Regions from separate parts of the Sus scrofa genome. Here region 2 is linked to region 1. A link is a contact called in public HiChIP or PLAC-seq data. All regions are on one chromosome and are shown on one strand. The core of a region is the stretch at or near the end of the contact, and the rest is flanking DNA. Distances in the headings are between cores, read along the strand shown.

Region 1 (6,763 bases), core at 3,964-6,463:
GAGATTTGAGCCTGGGATGGTGGCAGGTGCTACGAGGCCTGAAGGAAGAGCAGCTGTGGATGTCCACTTAATACCTGATTTTGCGTCCTGCTAAACGACTCTAAAAACAACGCTGGTCCCCAAAACATTCTTACATGTGCTGCCTGTTGCCCAGGCAGGCTGAATTCACGAAAAGTGTGTGTGTGTGGAGGGGGGGGGTATGTTAAAAAGTCAGGAAAAGACATGGGGTGTGAACTCTACCAGCATTCAAACATTTTCAATTTTACATATAGGGTTTAGTCTTTGCTTTAAAGGAAAAACCTCAAGAATCAAGACGGCTGACATCTGCTGAATACTTACTACAGGCCAGGTACCTACAAGCCTTTTCTTGCAGGTATCATATGTAATGCTCAGCTCCATGAGGGAGGAGCTGTTATTATCACCATTTTCCAACTAAGAAACTGAAGCTTAGAGAGATTAAGCAATTTGCCCAAAGTCATATGGCTAAATGGGCAGCAGAGCCAGAATGGGACCAGAATGAGCCAGCATGAGACATGAGGTCTGGGCTCTTGGGATTGGGGTGCAATGAAAGTCACCAAGGGTACCCACCAAAAATACAGATCCCTGGGCCTCACTCTAGACCTAGAACATCTAAGAGGGAGGCCCAGGCAACTCTGCCCTACATCCTTGAGGGGGAGGCTCCTTGTTCTATGTGACACAGTCGGCACTGCTTCCAGGAACACCGCTAAGGGATGCTATGCCCCTGGTGGGCTTGCTTTGACTGACACCTGGAAAGAGAGGAACCTGAAGCCTTAACATAGTCTGAATTTTTTTTTTTTTTTTTTGGGTCTTTCTGTCTTTTTCTAGGGCTGCACCCGTGGCATATGGAGGTTCCCCAGCTAGGGGTCTAATTGGAACTGTAGCCACCGGCCTTCGCCAGAGCCACAGCAACACGGGATCCGAGCTGCATCTACAGCCTACACCACAGCTCAAGGCAACGCCGGATCCCCAACCCACTGAGCGAGGCCAGGGAGCGAACCCGCAGCCTCATGGTTCCTAGTCGGATTCGTTAGCCACTGAGCCACGACAGGAACTCCATAGTCTGAAATCTTTTTGCTTCTTGAAAGGTCTCACATTTTCAGGAGGTAAGGCTCCTAGAAAAACCACGCGGGTTGAAATGTCCAAAGAGAGCTCCATAGTCTGTGACCTTGTCCACCCAAGGTCTATGCCCTTGACCTCTCTGCCCAGGGAGACTCTGCCATCCTCTCTTCTGGGCTCCATCACGCCCCCCACCCCCCAGCCTCAGCACTGGTCTTCACCCTTTCAGGATCAGCAGAAGCAACTGGGAGCCTGTTCCAAGGCAGATTCCTGGGCTCCACCACAAAAGATTCTGACTGAATGGGGCTGGCATGAGGCCTGGGGATCTACAATGAACAGGTACCGCAGGTGGTCCAGGAACTACATTTTGTAAAAGACTGATGTGGCTTTCAACGGATGTCTGTCTCTCTCTGGCAGGCTGTGAGCAGTCTGAGGGCAGGGCATATACGACTCTTCTCACACTCACACATGGGGTGGATGAATGAAAGCTGACATTGATTGAGTGCCTCCTATGTGCTTGGCACTGTTTTAAATACTCTACGTGCGCGATCTCATTTAATTCTCCCAACAGCTCTGTGAGGTAGGTAGTATGATGAACCCCACTTCACAGATGAAGAAACTGAGGCGCAAAGAGATTAGGCATCTTACCCATGAGTAACAGAGCAGGGATGGTCAATGGATGAATGAAGGAATGAATGAATGAATAAGAGAAGAGGAATGATGCTCTAACAGGTAGGCTTTAGGTTACATGTTTATAGAGCTGTCTCTGGTGCCAGGTGCTGAGGGACTGAAAGGGAACGAGATGGGGGGGGGGCTCAGGTGGTGGGAGAGGGGCAGGAGCTGGCTGGTCCATACCTTGCAGCCCTCACAAGTGATGCAGCGGTAGTGATAACCGGTTGCCTTGTCCCCACACACGACACACTGCTCGTCTTTGTCCAGGTAACTAGGGATATACCCTGGGAGGGAGGAAGGGAGGCAGGCAGGCAGGCATGGCTTGGGCCCCAGCAAAGAGGCTCCTACGCTTTCTCCATCCCCCAGCTTTTCCTTCCTGGCCCATCCCCTGGCCCAGCTTCCCTGAAGGGTTCTTGGCCTCCAGGTAGAATCCTGGAGACACACGAGAGGTCATCTCGTCCAGCCCCTTCCCTAAAGATAACCAGAATCCCAGTTCTTCCGACTGCCCAGTTAGGGCTTTTCTCTTGCTGCATCCAAGGGGCAGGGGATATGGGAGAAGGAGCAGCCCCCGCCAGCAGCAGCTGGCCTCAGGGACCTCAGGCAAGAGGGTTACGTGAGAAGGGAAGAGGCCCTTCCTGACCAAACCCATCCTCAAAGGGCGAGGCGCGCCTCGCATCTCCCCTCTCATCCCAGACACATCCTTCCCAAGCTCTCTCAGAGGCTCTTCCCACGGGACACAGGAATTGCGGGTGCACGCCCAGGCCCCGGAAGAGCCCTGGCCTGGTTTGCTGGGGTTCAGGGTGGGGAGGAAGAGCACACGCAGCCAGGCTCACCTGACATGCTGGTTTTCAGGGAACATTGGCCGTTCTTTCTTTTTCGCTTTCCATCTGGTGACCTGGCACTGGATGGGGGCAAAGTGGGCAGAATCAGAGAGCAGTCCTTGGGCAGCCCCCTTCTCATTCAACAGGCTGAGGTCTTCCCCCAGGCCCGACTCCCTCCAGCTCGGGTCCTCGTTCTACCTCCCACCCCCAGGTCAGCTGACAAAACTGGAAAAGGTCTGGCTATCTAGAAGCTTTGGGTGAGAGATAAGGGGCTCGGCTGGGGCACAAGCATGATCTAGGGCCCCCACCTATATACACACATGAGCACGCGCTACAGGACCTTCGGCGCCCATCGTCTCTAAGATAGCCACCTATTTAAGCTTTCAGTACATGACACACAAGCAGAAAGAATCTTCAGGACGGGCTTAAAGCGATGCAAGCTTTCGAATACACACGTACATCTGCACCGTAAGACTAGCGCATATGAAGAGCTACGCCGCCTGCCGTTTAAACCCAAGCACAGTTAAATAAGCAGCAGGCTCTACCATCTCTATCTATGCGACTTTCAGGGCTTTCTCAAATGTGTTATATGACCTCTAGGGTATGCCCACGTGTTACACAACCCTCCGGACAGGCACCTAATAATACCATGCCCCTCCCCCCGCCAGTGAACATGTCGCTTGATTTTCAGGTCACAGCCACAGTGGCCCACTAGAACCTAAACCAAGTATAATATGGGAAAAGGAGGGGACTTCCACGGCCACTCTGTCCACGGCCTCCATTTAACAGAGCAGTAAACCCAGGCCCCACTGGTGCCTGGTGACACTGTGTGCTAGAGTCAGAGCCGCGACAAGGACCCCAAGCCTCGCCAAATAAGGAGTTAGCAACCCCCCAGCCCCTGCACACATATGTCGCCAGCCTCCCCACATACGTGTTACATAACCTTGGCACACACAGGTTACATAAGCCTTCTACATGCACACACGGATTGTATAACCTCCCGCCCCCACCCTGTGTGTGGCATGTTGCAGGGCCCTACCCCCGACTCCCCAGCCTGATGCAGCTCCCAGCACACTGACACAGTGACCTTGGCCAGGGTCACAGTCACAGGGAGCTCTGTGCTCTACATCCCCTGGGGATTACCCGGTCTGGTTTCTACACCGGTTGGAGAATCACATCTCCCCCTCCTGCCTCCGGAGGGGGGTGGGTGTAGGGGACCTCCCCCAGCCCAGTTGAGCTGCGGGTCTTTAGCAATTAGCTAGACGCAAAGCCTCTGGGTGCAGTCCCAGAGACAGCCACAAGGTGGCGCGGGGACATGGGGGAGGGGAGGCTGACGGGGAGGGGCTGCAGTCCTGGGGGACAGGAACTAAGCATTCCCGCCTTTCTCTGAATTAGGAGCCGACCCTCCCAGACCCATGGAAGTGTGGGCGGGAAAGAACAGGGGCTGCAAGTGACAGCTTCACGATGACAGGCCAAATCTTTTTTCAGAGCCCCCCTGGGGTGAGGCTTGGGGAGGGGGGGATACCCCCATTGCCCTACCCAACTGCCAGCCCCATCCACTTCCTCCACCCCTCCAGGGACCCAATCTTGGGCCCCAGGGCTTTGCCTGGCCAGGCCTCCGGCCTCCTGGCTCAGGATCTGGTCTCCTAGGCAACGGCCACACTGCTCCCCAGAGCACCCCTCCCCCACCCTCTCCCTGGCCATAGGCACAGGCTGTACCCAGCTCCCAAGGCACCACGCCAACTGAGACCGAGCTCTGTGCCACTTGGAACTGATGGGAGAGGCAGAGACCCTCTGGACGCCCGAAGCGCAATGCGGATCATAGGGAACCCATCCCCAGCTGTGTGTGCAGGGCTGATGCTTCCTCCACGTGGGAGCAAATCTTCAGAGCTGGCATTCACTTCCACTTCCTGGGAGGAGCCCCATGGCATTGCCCGCCCTTGCCCATGAACAAGGAAGAGCTTGTGAGGCTCCCAATATGTTCCAAATATAAGCGTGAGTTGTGATCAACAGTTACTGGTGCATGGTGCCCTGAAATGCCATGTCACACGCACCATGGCTTCTGGACCTCACACTAGTGGTCAGACGTGAAGAGGCTGGGAGGGAGAGGAGGAAAATGGCCAGGCTGTTTGGATTCCACATGCTCAGGTGAGGGTGGCTGAGGGGAAGCTGGGGGGCATTGGAGACTCCGAGCACTGACAAGGGAGGGGCCGCATGCCTGCTGCCTGTAATTACTCTGTGCTGCACGCCCTCCCCCTTTCAAAACGGGCATCTCTCCCTCCAGGTGCCTAATTCCCAGCCACATGGGAACATGACCTCATCTCCTGGGCAAAGGTAGGCAGCAGGCTTGCCGGCCTCAGGCCCATCCCCCCAGGGGTGCTAAAAGGCCCAAGCTCAGTGCTCTCTGGCCCAGCCCAGCGACTGCTGCACGACACCTAGTTGCCGGACCCATTACCTGTTCTCCTCTGGGTCTGACCCACACTCCACCTTGCTTGGCTTCTGTTCCATTCACTTCAATTCCATCCAGGATGCCCTCCAGCACGCCAAGAGACTGGGGTGGGCACACTGGCCCCCCCGGCACACCCACAGGCCACCCACCCCCCGCCACCCAGGCCCTAGGGCACAGCACCCATGGTGCCCGCCTCAGCACTTGGCCTTTCACACCATGCCCTGCACCCCAAGGGGGGAGCGGGCGGTGAGAAGGGGGCCAGGGAGTGGCAGGTGGTAGGGCTGGGGGGCAAGCTGAGTCTGTGGGGGGGGTCCTGGGCTGGGGGAGTAGCTTCGGAATCTTGTCCTGTCCGGAGGTCCCTGCAGAGAGAGGAGAGAGGCAGGGATAAGGCGGCGCCGTGGTGGGAGGAGGTGAATAGGATTCCTTCGGCGCCAACATTTTGGGCTCTTGGGGCTTATCACGAGATGGTGGTAGGCATGGAGGGAGGGCAGGCATCGGGAGAGGACCGGGAAGCCCTTCGGCTCGACAGACAGCAGGCAAGGCTGGAGATTCACATCCCGGTCCCCAGACATGGAAAGGGATGGAGGGAAAGAATGAGGTAATCCACGTAGCACGTCTCAAGCCTCACAGTCAAGCAAGGGCCTGGCCCCTTCATACGCGTCTATTACACATCAGCCCTTGTTACCACCCCTCAGCCAAGGTGTCGTTAGTATCACAGGGAAAGAAGTGACCAGAGATGGAGTTCCCTCCGTGGCTCAGCAGTTAACGATCCCGGCTGGGATCCATGAGGAGGCGGGTTCGATCCCTGGCCTCACTCAGTGGGTTAAGGACCCGGTGTTGCCGTGAGCTGTGGTGCAGGTCGCAGACGCGGCTCAGATCCCGTGTTGCCGTGGCTCTGGTGGAGGCCGGCAGCTGGAGCTCCGATTGGACCCCTCGCCTGGGAACCTCCATGTGCTGAGAGTGTGGCCCTTAAAAAAAAAAAGAAGAAGAAGAAGTGACCAGAGATGAGCAGCTTTCATTCAGCCCAGGCATGGGGGGGGTCCCGGTGAAGGAAGTGTGAGCGCCCACCTGAGGGCCTCAATGGAGAGGGATGCTGAAAAGAGCAGCCAGCCGACCTCCCCTGCTGCTGGCCGACTTAGGCCTCTCCAACCCCGGCCCCCCAAGGAGCTTCCCATACAAGGTCCCAAGTCACACTTCCCAGTCTGAGGACCAGACTTCCCAGTTGGTTTAGCTGAGCTGCCACCCACTGGGATGGACAGGGAGGGCGAGAGGAAACCAACAGGCATTAAGGGAATAGAGAGTATATGTCCACCCAGGTGGGCATCAGAACTTCGCAGGTGAGAAAAAGAAGCCTCGGAAAGCTTGCCCGTTCACTCAAGTTCACACAGCTTGCAAACAGCCTGCCGCCAATGCTAGCTTTGTTCTGCCAGCTGGGGTCCAGGGCACCGCCCACCTGGGCCGACCATTCCCTCCAGGTTTGCACCTCTGACCCTAGGCTACACACCTGAGGCTCGGTGACTGCCCACCCAGGCAGGTGTGGGCACGTGAGAGGGGCCAAGAGGCGCAGCTCCCCACACACAACCTCCCTCCTGTGGCTGCTTCCCCAGAGACCTTGCCCCGGGGGCCCCCAGGCCCCACCCCCAGGAACTGATAAGGAGCCAGGATGGGAGGGGAAAGGAGAGATAAGCCAGGCCATTGGGCAGGGCCGGCGGGAGCGGGAGCGGGACAGGGCCTCTGCGCTCAG
Region 2 (6,631 bases), core at 3,964-6,463, 51 kb after region 1:
CGAAGTTTGTCTGAGGCCACCTAGGGACTCTGCACTTGAGCAGAGGAAAGATGCTGGGTCTGCCGCCTGTGCATCCTGTGACCCTTAGCCAGTTACTCAGCAAACCTTGGTCTCAGCTTTTCTGTCTGTAAAATGGAGTCGTGAGGCTTAGCGGTTGTGCCGTCCGCAGATGGGCCCCCTTCTCCTGGCGGGGCCACCAGATGTTGGTTCTTCTGTCTTACCTGCTTGTGGGGATGTCTGTATCCGGGGCCCTGATGACCCCACCCAAGAACCTTCTTGGGGGGAGTCCCCCCCACCCCAGGGGTGCAGCGTCCCCGGGCCGGCGGCTTGGAACCCAGGAGGCCGTTCCCTCAGTGCTTGCTCCCTTGGCCCCACAGCCGACCGCTCCATGAGCAGCTCCCTGTCGGCCTCCCAGCTCCACACAGTTAACATGAGGGACCCGCTGAACCGAGTCCTGGGTGAGTCCCCCGCCCCCCGTCCCTCCGCTCCCTCCTCAGCTCCCCCGGTGGCTGCTCCCCTGTCTCCCCCAGGCTCCTTCCCACCCGCCCTCTGGCTCGCCCCCAGCTTTCCTCCTTCTTTTCAACGCCCCTTTTTGGGGGCCGCCCTGAGCACGTCGGTCTCTTCCTTCCCTGGCGCTGAGCTCCTCCCAGGCCCTGCTCACGGAATTCCTCTCCCCCCGCCGCCTGCGGCACAGCCAACCTGTTCCTGCTCATCTCCTCCATCCTGGGCTCGCGGACCGCCGGCCCCCACACGCAGTTCGTGCAGTGGTTCATGGAGGAGTGTGTGGACTGCCTGGAGCAGGGCAGCCGCGGCAGCATCCTGCAGTTCATGCCCTTCACCACCGTGAGTGCCCTCGGGGCTCCCTGCTCCCCGACGTCGTGCCCACCCAGCGGCAGCCCGCCGACCTCCGTCTGTCTGTCTGTCTGGCAGGTGTCGGAGCTGGTGAAGGTGTCGGCCATGTCCAGCCCCAGGGTGGTTCTGGCCATCACGGACCTCAGCCTGCCCCTGGGCCGCCAGGTGGCTGCCAAAGCCATTGCCGCCCTCTGAGGGGCTTAGAGTGGCCGCAGGGGGCTGGTGGCGAGGGTCCCAGCCCCTTCCCTCGGGCGCCTTAGAAGGAAACGTGTGGAGAGATGAGCCATCATTGCTCATATCCACATGACGTAATAGCCCGCAGTCAGTTTCCAGATCTTTCCCCTGCTCCTGACTTCTGACCTCTAAGACAGCTCCCAGTTTCTTTCATAATTTCCTCTCCCCACTGTGAGCAGCATGTGAGCAGCTGGTTCCTCAGCTCAGAGCAGCCTCGCTGTGCCCACTGCCCCCCGCAGCCTCCCACGCAGGAGTAGGTTCGCTACCTCTGGGGAGTTTGATAGCTGCAGGCTGTGTGTGTATATATGTGTTTTTTTCTTTTTTTACGTGAGGAGTGTTCACCTCAGCTCACTTTGTAAATAAAGATCCTCATCGGTCCCTCTGACTCTCCGTGGCTGTGTCCGACGGGGCGGGAGCCCGTGTCGCGGAGGGAGGAGAGGTGTGCGGAGGAGGCCCGGCTCGGTCCCGCGCTTGTCCACTCAGTCGGGGCGGGGCGAGGTGACCGGAGCGGCCTCCCTTCCTCATACCTGCCCTGCGGCCCCCACCCGCGCAACCAGACTTACTCCGAAAAGGGAGAGGTTTTGGCACGAGGCCCGGTGGTGCCGGGGTCGGCCTGGGGTAGGCCATCCTGTTCACATGTGCCCCAGGCCGGCCCAGCCCCACCCAGAGCCTGGCTGGCCCAGAGTTTGATCTGCCCTCTCCAGAAGGGGACCGGGGGGGCTCAAGGGCAGCAATCCTATTTAACCCTTCCTTGCCTGCTCTGCATGTCCCCAACAGGGCGGGGGGACCCTGAGCTGCTGCAGACCCTGCCTCGGCGGAGCCAGGTGGGGAAGGGAAGTGGAGGATGGGGGAGATCTTGGGAGGGGGTCTGGGGACACATGGGTTGTCTGGATGTCTCCTGGGTCTGGTGGGGGCACCCAGGAAGCACACGTGCGTCTCCCACTGAAGGCACAGAAAGCCTTGCCTGGACCCTGTGCTGTGCAGCGGCCACTCCGGTCTCCCTGGATGGGGGCTCAGGCCTCTTCAGCCCATGAGGCCCGAGAAGGGCAGGAAGGTGGCAGGCTCCCTGCCAGATGGGAGGCAGAGCTGGACGAAGGGAGGGACATGCAGAGCCTAGAACTTGGGGTCTGACCCACGCTGTCACTTTGACCTCAGCTTCCTAATCCGCAAAAGGCCCCTCGCAAGTTTATCTTTGTGGGCAGCCAGGAGCGTGGATGGGAGGTGGTTTATGAGAGGTGGTCGCCTGACAAAGCCCCGTGCAGACGGCAAATCCTCCCCCGCTTCGGGCCAGCGTCCATCTGTGTCTGGACTCGGGCCCTCCTGGCCCCCGCCCCCACTCTCTCCTCTCCTGGTACCGGTGACCCGTCTGCCTTCTGTCCTCCCCACTAGGCTGTGGCTGCATGAGGGCAGGGACCACGCCTGCCTGTTCCCTGCCACGCACCCAGTGTCTGCACCCCCTCTGCACCCAGTAGGTGCGCAATGAAGACCTGCCCGTGGAATGACTGCCCAGGCGGCCTCCCCGCACCCCCTCTTCCCCCACCCCGCCCCGGCCTCGCCCGCCATCCAGCTCCTGCCCGCACCCCCTGGCCAGGCCCCAGCTGGACTCAAGAAGGAGGAAGGACATTTACTGAGACAAACACTTTATTATCGTGAAGTTTGGCTCCAGCGAGAAAGTGGGGGCAGAGGCGGAAGGTGAACAGCCGAGCGTCCCTCTCACACCCCTCGGCGGCTCTTCCCTCCCACCGTCCCAGTCCCGTCCAGCAAGGCAGAGACATGACCCATGACCGTCTGCCCGGCCCTAAAGGGAGTCCGGATCCCGACCCCGGCAGGGTGGGGCGGTGTTATGAGCCTGATGGTGTCTATAGCGCGTCCAGAAAAACAAGAGGCGGCGCTGATGCCTGGGCTCCCCACACGAGGGGTCAAAACGTTCAGAAAGAAAAAATCTTAAGAAGGAGAATGAGATTCCCCAGGGTCAAGTGTCCCAGTCCGTCCCAGCTCCAGCTGCCTCTGCCAGGAAGCCCATCGCGAAGGGGGCGAAGGGGGCGCGGGGAGGCAGCAGGGGCCAAGAGGAAGGGGTACTAGGACCCAGTCGGGGAACACTGCTGTTTAAATATTAAACAGGGCTGTCTTGTCTCCCACGTGGGAGACTTCCCAATGCTTCCAAGGCCCCAGGTGGGCACCCTTAGGGTAGGGGTTCACTCAGTGCCCACCGCGGAGCCAGGCAGGGAGCAGTCACCGGATGTAATACTTGGTATTTACCAACTACCTCCCAGTCCAGGGGACGGGAAGATGGGCATTTTTCTCCCTGCTACAGGCGGGAGAATGAAACTTGGAGGAGAAGGGAAGGACCCAGGAGACTGGGACTCCTTTCTGTCCCCCCCCCCCCGGGCTTTAAATATGAGGTTTAAATAGGCATAAATATTAAATAGAGATAAATACACTGGAAGGGGAGGGCTCTGCTCAGGGCTCGGCGAGGTAGCGCAGGACACGGTACGCCAGCTCCAGGAAGCTCTGCAGCTGGGAGACAACCAGGACCCCTCCTGCCCGGCGCTGGAAGGCCGAGGTGAAGGTCGGCACGGTGCCCTGGGTGGGAAGCGAGGCCGGGGCCATCCTCAGGTCTTCCATCTGTGGGGGAAGATGAGAGCAGCCGTCAGACCCTGCCGAGTGGGCATTACCACTGCGAGAAGGAAGGGCTGGTGGGCCGTGGAAGGTCAGGGTTAGTGGTGAAGCCAGGACCAGAACCCAGGACTGTTTCAAGGTCCTGTGAACTGATTCACACCCCCAACTAGGGGAAATGGGGGAGGGTCCTGGGATGGGCTGGTAGCTCCATACCTCCAACGCCCCCTGCCCCTCCCAGCCCTGCAAGGCTCCTGCCCCAGCCCTAAAGAACCCCGGGATCCCCGGGCTGGCAGCACGGCCTTTGAAGACCATCTGGGTCCAGGCCCCCAATGCTTGCTGCTCCCAGAGAGACTCACCTGCAGCCAGATGTTGGTGGCTAAGTCGGTGACATCCAGCTGCAGTATGTCCAGGGCGGGGGCCAGCTCTGGGGAGATGCCCGCCAGGGCCTGCAGGAGGCCCTGGTAGAGGACGAGGCCGCCATGCAGTTGGTTCAGGCAGCCAGTCTGGGGGGATGGGGAGGAGTCAGGGGGTGTTCCTTCCAGATCACCTTTCCTACCCCCTCACCTCCCTTCTCCCCTCCGGAACTCACCAGCTGCAGGGCCTGGCTGGAGCAGCTGCTCAGGGAAGCCTGGGGGAGGCCCAGAGAGTGCCCGAGCAGCACCAGCTCCTGGGGGTGGCACAGCTTGTGGGTGGCACACTGGGGGCGGGAAGGATGCCGAGTGAGGGGGGCTGACAGGGCTGGGCTGTCCTCCCTTCCGAGCGCCCCCATCTCTCTGAGGTCTTTTCCTCCTTCCACCTCCCACCAGGCTTCTTGCTCCCCTTCCTCCGTCCACTCCGCAGCCAGCCCCTCCCAGCACTGTCCCCAAGAAGTTCTCCCCCGCCCCCAGCTCTGTGCCAGTGCCCAGGGCTCCACCTCTCCTTGCCAGTCCATTACCCCCAGTCTCTCCTCTCCCAATCTGGAGGCATTCTTTCCCAAGGGTCCCTTCGCCTCCTTCTCCCCCAACCTCTCCTCTGTGCCCCCTCCTGCAGCACCTCTGTCCCCTCCCTGACCCTCCGCTGCCGGCCTCCCTCACTCACCAGCCTCTCCTGCAGCTCGGCGCCATCAGCCTGGATTTTCCTCACTTGCTCTAAGCACTTGAGCAGGAAGCTCTGGGGCAGGGAGCTGGCAGGGCTGAGAGGGGCGGCTTCGGGCACCATCCAGAGTGCAATGTGCCAGAGCAGCAGCTGCAGGGCTGGGAGCAGACAGGGGCTCAGGGAACGTGCCGTCCACTCCACCTGAGTCCCTTTCCAGGATCCTAGGGACCCCCAGTCCTCTGCCCCTCTGCCCCTCCCCACGTCCAGGGCCCCGGACACTCACCCATCAGCTTCATGGGGCTCTGGGCAGCAGGCTCAGCCGAGGGTCTGGGTGGGTCTGTAGGTTCTGGGTTCTGTCAGGGACCAGATCTGGGGGCCTTTATACATAAGCCCATGGAGGCCTGGGAGGAAATTACCTGGTGCCGCGACTAAGGCTTAGTAATAACTTCCCAAGACTTATGCAAATTTGTTGTCCAGGACAATGCAGGGCGGTTGGGGCAAAACAAAAAAAAAAAACTGTTTGCGAAAGTTTTGTGAAATTGTGGAATCTCTGATTCTTCTTTGACGTCTGGTCCCCCTCGGACTCCCTTCCTCCCCTAGCCCCACCCAGGCCTGCATTGCCCCAGGGTGTTTGAACCGCTAAACAAAAGCTGAGCCAGTGATAGAGGCCTTGGGGGCTGGAGTAAGGTCAGAACTCAGGGCAGAGGCAGGCCTCCCTCCCTCCCCGGCACATGTCCCCATGAAGCCCCCTTTGCCACTCTCTCTTGGGATTCTCAAGCCACCTGCTCCCTCAGCCCCAGCTCTGAGAAGGAAGAAGCTAGGTGCTCCCGTTTCTATCCCCCAAATTCCCAGGCACCTGCCTCCCTGAGTGCCCTTCGGAGGGGCTGGAGCCTGAGATAAGGACATGGGGGTCTTGCCTCCTGTCCCCAGCCCACACTGTGATAGGCACCATCCCAGGTTCCTGTTCTGAACTGGGTAGCTGGGAACTCCCCAATCCCCCCCATGACTCATTCCTTTAAGCCCCCGGAATCCTGGCAGAGACTGGAGGAAACCGGATGACTGTCCTGATGAAGCAAGACCCTTCGAGCCTCTTAGTTCACCTGACCTTGCCCTTCCTCCTCCTCCCCCCGCACTACCCCTCCCCCGACAATGTCCTAGTGCTTTGGGGCTTGAGGATCTGGGATATGGGGCTTCCCTGGCCAGGTTCACTGCCAGCCAGAGTATGGGTGCTGTCCTGAGCAGAGAAGGGTGAGAAAGAAGAAAGTGCCTGGCTTCAAACTGGAGAACCATGCACTGTGAGCGCTGGAAGGGACTTTGGAGTTCGTTCCAACCCTGTGAACTGGGCCAGTGAGGGCAGAGCCTTGCCCAAGGTCATGGGCAGCAGAGTCAGAGTTATAACCTGGACCTCTGCCTGGCGCCTGAGAGTTTTCCACAGGCCATGGGGCCTACCTGGGGAAGTCTGACCAACTGCACTCAAGGCTGTCACTTTCTGTCCCAATTTACCCTACAAGGTGCCAGAACAGTGAGCCTTTGGATGAGGAGTGGGTGTGTCTGACTGGGCCAGGCCATCTCTGCGGAGACGGGGCCCCCTGGTGGCCACAACGGGAAGGGACGTCACCGGCTAATCCAGTCATTTCTTGCCTCTGGTCCCCTGGCCTGCAGGGTGGCCTTGGCCCCCAACAACACCTTAGGTTAGGCAACTGGCTACCAGGCCCCGACTGAGCCCATCCCTGGGCCCAGCTCCATGGGAATATAGGGGCGGGTTTAACAGAACCGTGAGGGGCCTCCTCTCCCTCCCAAGAACCTCCAGAGGACAACCCTGCTCCAGACATTATATCAGGCACACTCTATA

What was found. HiChIP or PLAC-seq counts read pairs in DNA pulled down with a chosen protein or histone mark.
Region 2: an H3K27ac HiChIP or PLAC-seq map of skeletal muscle shows a contact between it and region 1. The contact joins the promoter of CSF3 here to the promoter of THRA in region 1. A contact is called at or near these places in 2 of 2 datasets of contacts at active chromatin or transcription factors (alveolar macrophages and skeletal muscle).

The regions. Positions count from the first base shown.
Region 1 is chr12:22,279,947-22,286,709 of Sscrofa11.1, forward strand. THRA (thyroid hormone receptor, alpha) reads right to left here and starts at 5,214. Exons shown (of 8, transcript NM_214190.1): 1 at 5,026-5,214; 2 at 2,583-2,650; 3 at 1,933-2,033. The coding sequence starts at 5,078.
Region 2 is chr12:22,330,736-22,337,366 of Sscrofa11.1, forward strand. CSF3 (colony stimulating factor 3 (granulocyte)) reads right to left here and starts at 5,214. Exons shown (of 5, transcript NM_213842.1): 1 at 5,063-5,214; 2 at 4,783-4,937; 3 at 4,295-4,402; 4 at 4,062-4,208; 5 at 3,194-3,711. The coding sequence starts at 5,075. The coding sequence ends at 3,547. It overlaps MED24 (mediator of RNA polymerase II transcription subunit 24), which reads left to right. Exons shown (of 28, transcript XM_021067025.1): 26 at 378-458; 27 at 695-843; 28 at 931-1,468. The coding sequence ends at 1,047.